Linked DNA regions of Oryctolagus cuniculus: region 2 is linked to region 1. A link is a contact called in public Hi-C data. All regions are on one chromosome and are shown on one strand. Each heading gives the region's core, a stretch centred on a gene start, on an enhancer-like site or on the middle of the called end of the contact. The rest is flanking DNA. Distances are from core to core; before and after follow the strand shown.

The links. A called contact is a pair of places that touch in the nucleus more often than the background predicts.
Region 2: a Hi-C map of psoas muscle shows a contact between it and region 1, with 7 times the contacts expected there. The contact joins two enhancer-like sites. A contact is called at or near these places in 4 of 6 Hi-C or Micro-C datasets (ear pinna, psoas muscle, skin fibroblasts and 1 more).

Annotation. Positions count from the first base shown.
Region 1 is chr12:79,925,815-79,928,360 of mOryCun1.1, reverse strand. All of the region lies in intron 6 of TCF12 (transcription factor 12), which reads right to left. Among named protein-coding and RNA genes, the nearest start is that of TCF12, 240 kb to the right of the region's middle. Within about 2 kb of position 1,275, at least 1 of the 8 cell types and tissues checked has an H3K27ac peak or open chromatin away from gene starts, as enhancers often do.
Region 2 is chr12:80,126,984-80,129,529 of mOryCun1.1, reverse strand. It overlaps LOC138844694 (a long non-coding RNA gene), which reads right to left. Exons shown (of 2, transcript XR_011380920.1): 2 at 1,901-2,546. LOC138844693 (a long non-coding RNA gene) reads left to right here. Exons shown (of 2, transcript XR_011380919.1): 1 at 1-1,993. Among named protein-coding and RNA genes, the nearest start is that of CGNL1, 48 kb to the left of the region's middle. Within about 2 kb of position 1,274, at least 3 of the 8 cell types and tissues checked have an H3K27ac peak or open chromatin away from gene starts, as enhancers often do.

The DNA of each region.
Region 1 (2,546 bases), core at 26-2,525:
CTTCTGCATGCACTGTTCTACCAGAGCATTCAGGTCTCTGCTCAAGTGTGATTTTCTTACAGAAACTATCTCTGTTCTACCTAAATTAGCCCATTCTAACCCTGCCTTCTGTGATATAAAAAAATTTCTGTGGGTCTTATTTCCATTGCAGAGATAGACTACTGGTGCTGGTAATCTTTGGTAAAACTCACAAAACTCAGAACAGTTTTGTCCAGAATAGTGCAAATGATATTTAATTTTAAAAGTAATTATACTGGACTACATTCAAAGTTATTCAAATGAACACTGTCAAGCAATTTCAACTTGCAAGCATAGATATTTCATCACCACTGTTTACATTACCCTTTTTTAAGAATAAGCATCAATTCTACAAAATTTCTTTACAACATTAGTTTTCCCTAAGTCCCCAAACTGAAACTATCAGTCTTGGAAACCCAAAACATCAGATTTTAATATTTCCTTAAGGACATATTTCTAAGCTCATAAAAGTGTTTCTCCTTCAACTTTGAAAAGGCAGTTCTTTCTTTACATTGAACAAACCTGTTAGGAATATACTTTACTTTGTATTATAACTTTATTTACCCATACTTCACTGTCATGTCCCATATTTTTGCTTTGCTATTATTACATTTGCTAACTGTAACAAAATGCCTTTGTATTTGCTATTTCTGTGATTGTTTCTATTGACAACTTTATAAAATATGTACAAGTATTTATGACATCCTATATAGTTTTAAAACATTTTATGTTTTCTTTTTTTCTCCAGTTATCTCCCTTTGTGTTTCTGTAAGAGTTTATTTTGTGTAAAGCTTTTTTAAAAAGTCAATATAATGCTTTAAAATACTTGAATAGAGAATTTCAGCATATAAGTAGCATGAAAAAAATACTTGGGTATTAGAAGCAATTGTTTAATAGTATATAGGTTTAGCATTCTCAGTAAATTTCTTAGGATCAAGGAGTAAGTATAAAGAGTGCTCCTACAGGACTGAAAAACTATTATATTGATGGTAAACAAATACCATGCTCATTGGAATACAACTTTGTAGCAAAAAGTAATAAGCTTAATAATTGAATACAGTTATATTGTTAGTATTAAGAATAGAAGAAGTGATCCATAAACAATGGCATTTATTCCACTGTTACTTCCTCAACTTTCTGGATTACATTGAGCTAATATCTATTTTAGGAACTGCTTTGGAAGGCCCTTATGTTTTATGCAAGGAACTGCTATTTTCCCAGATGAATAGAATATCCATTCTCCAGCTCCAAGTTTCCATGACAATAAAAACAAAACATTCATCAGCACCGACTTGGTATCTGATGGCAAATGCAGCTGCAGCTTATAACAGTTCAATCTTTATCCCAACTCTTTTCTGCAGAACAGAGGCACTATATTTCTCCAAAGCAAATGAATTGTTTTTACAGTGATTTTCCCCTACCACAGACCTAAACATTAGCAATTACGTGTGTTAGCCATCTCCAATCTTCAAATCATCTACTCTTCCCAAACTCAAGCCAAATATAATGTCAAGTTCCCGAATTTTACTAGCAGCACATTTGATTTAACTATGAAAGCTTAGTGGATTTAAGTACCACAGTTTAGATGGACACTTAATATTTCAGATTTTATGATTACAGAGGACTGGTTTTTGGAGAATAATAATATCCACAGTAAATAAAAAAAAAAGTAAAAAAGTTAAGTTCAATCAGATTATGGGAAGACAGTGCCCCCTTGTGTCTTGGTATTTCTGTCCTCTAACACTCATTTCCTTAGAATTCCATGGTATGGATTTTCTTCCCCACTGTTACTCATGGTATGGATCTGAATAATTTTTGTATCTTAGAAATAAACAGAACTTAATAACTAGCAGCTTTCTTAAGACAAAAATCCTACAATATAAATATATTGGATATTAACTATCAATGATTTTAATATGACTACTCTGCAGCATGAAGAAAATAATGAATTTGCATACACTCAGTAATTACTTTTAACTTTCCCATTTAATTTACTCTTCAGAAGAGATGTTGATAAAAGTCTAAGCATGAAAGAAAACCTTGCCAGTGTAGCTGCACTTTTCTTCAGTGTTGGCTCTCCTTTGTAACCACTTTATGCAAGTATCGATTACCCTCATTATAATTTAGGGGCAGTTAATGAGTTTCAAGCTTTAGTCACATGGAAAACAGTTTGTCCAAATGGGAGGATATAAATATGAAATCATAAAATATTTGAAACAATGAGTAATTCAATAATTACAAAGAGTGTTAGAAATGCAAATTATAGAACATAATTAATGTGTCAAAGAGTAAGACTCAGATCAGAGACATAGCCATGAAATTCATGGAAAATCAGAATCTCAGATCTAACTCAGAATTTGCATTTTAGCAAGATCCCTGGACAGTTCTTAAGAGCATTAAAGTTTGGAAAGTACTCTTCTAATCTCAATGCCTTCCTATCTCCAACTGCAAACAGCAAGAACAAAGCAGAGCATAGAGAGAGAAGACTGATCATTGGGGCACGGGAGGGAGATTTTTAGACAGGTAGA
Region 2 (2,546 bases), core at 25-2,524, 200 kb before region 1:
GCCTAGCTTCAGCTGTTGTATGTATTTGGGGAGTGAACCAGCCGATGGACCTCTATGTGTCTCTCTGCTTCTGTCTCTTTGCCTTTCAAATAAAAATGAATTTTAAAAAGAGCAAAAAGAATCTAAGAATGATTTCCACTAGTGCTTCCTATTTGTGTAGAACTTTTGTTATTTTTTTAAGATATATTTTATTTACTCGAGAAGCAGAATTACAGAGAGGGAGAGACAGAGAGGTCTTCCATCTGCTGGTTCACTCCCCAACCGACCGCAGAGGCTGGAGCGGCGCCCATGTGAGATGCCGGCACCGCAGGTGGAGACAACCTATCACGCCACAGCGCGGGCCCCTTGTGTAAGCTTTTAAGTTTGTGTGGCACTGTTATGCCTGCACTCTCATCTTACTCACATTCACAGTCCTGCGAGGTGAGGGGTAGGTAAGGGGTTCATGCTTCCACCTGACAGACAAGAAAGCTGAGGCTCAGGAGAGCAGGCAGAGGGCAGCACTGGGCCTGACACTGGCTGATGGACAGAGTTCCTTACTTCTTCATACTCGGCAAGCGGCGCGATCTGTGCTCTGGAGACACCTCTAGGACCAGCTGTTCACCCCAGTAATGCCTGGCAGAATAGAACTCCGTCTCCCGCACCAGTCACAGTGTCTCCTCCAACTGCCATCTAGTTTCCGGACTGATCGTAAGTCACCATCCACAGATTTCAAAGGCTTTACACACCAGACAGGCACCGTGTCAGGGGAAAACTTTCCAGTACGCCAAGAGACACCAAAGTCACACTGACCAGATTTCGGTGACTTCATATGAGAGCTATCTTCTGCCCAGGCAGTTTCCAGAATTTACCCAGAGGTCATTTGGAACCACAAGCAAATGACTATTTAGTAAATTGACCCTGGCATTGACAGTAAATTTAACACCAGCACATCTTCCCAGTGACCTCATTTGTTGAGTCAAACTTAATTCTATCACATTCCCTCGGAGCGCAAAGCTCCAAGGCCCTGGGTGGCGAGGCTCCCAGGCACTCCCAGCCCGGGTGCTGCCCTCAGCGGCCTCGGGTGATGGGAAAATCTCTTGTCAGTCCGCACAGGCACCTTCACCGCAGTCAGCGATCCATGGTTAACTTGGGGGGTATGCTGTCGTCAAATGCTGGTAGGGCTGAGTAAAGCAGAAATTAATCTGAGGGGGAAAAATTCAGAAATCTCCGGCAGAGACAGGGAGCCCACTCAGGGCCGCTGAGATGGAGGGCTCCGTGACTTCTGTTACTGACCGCACCAGGACTGGCAATGGGCTGGTCACAAAGCTCGTTACTGCCTTACTTCGGCGACAGGGCCAACAGGCACTTCTAAGACAGAAGACAGAGAGTGCGGGAGTCACTGGTAAAGATAAGGAGGAAAGAACCAAGGAGATAAGTTAAAATAAATAAGCACTTTGGGGCTCACTTCAGCTAAACAACTCTTTTTAATTAAGAAAGAAATTTAAAGCATGAGAGGAGAAAAGGGGCTTAAAGACAATTTCTGGCACTGTGAGGTATTTCAGGAAAGAATTAGGGCAACCAAGGATTATTATTTTCTTAAGCTTTTGATTGAAATCTCAGACTTTCATTCCTGCTGCAGTTAGAAAACCAAGAGGCCAGGGCTCAATGGGAAGGAAAGGCCAAAACAACCCCGGGGCTACTGCAACTGCCGGGGGAGCACTGGAGGAAGCTCCCACCCGGTCCCTTGACGAACCCCAGTTTCCCTGAGGGAGTCCACAGCTCGGCCCCAGGGCACAGCACCCAGTCCTTCTCGTGTGTTCTCTGCGGCTGCTCTCATTCCAGCCTTCACGATGGCAGCGCTCCATCGCACACCGGCCAGGGATGGCTGGCTGGTAGCCACGCGTGACTCACCTCTCCAGCAGGAGCACAGCCTGCCCAGGGCAGAGCCCACCGCTTCTCCTCTACAAACATGCACACACACAAGGCTGCTGCTTTCGGCTTGTGTACCATACAGGTAATGTAACTCCCTGACAGGTAAGAAAGAGTGCATTAACGTCTCAAACCTTTTTTTTTTTTTTTTTTTTGACATTCCGGTTTTATTTTATCATTGGAAAAAAATCTCTGGGCTGTGTAGCAGGGCTCGTTGGAGTCCCCACGATGGAGTGTTATAGACACATTACAAAAAATAAGGAAGTCCAGTGGCGTTGTGGTACAATGGATTACTCTGCCTCTTGGGACACCCACACCCCACATCAGAGTGCTACTCTGAGTGCTGGCTACTCTGCTGCTGACCCAGCTTCCTGCTAATGCACCAGTGAACTCGGACTATGGGTGCCGTATGATATCACTGTGTGCTTATTAATAAATTCCCAATATTAATAAGCCCGTGTGGGTTCCTACTATTTAGAGAAGAATTCTGAATACCGGCATAAATGAACAAGGCAGCTTGATATGTTTGAAGCTTTTATTCAGTGAGAAAGATGCACAGGAGAGTGAGGGCCCTTATCTAAAAGGAGAGGGAAATCTGGATTCATACCAAGCACCAGGAGCCAGCCACGTGGAGGAGC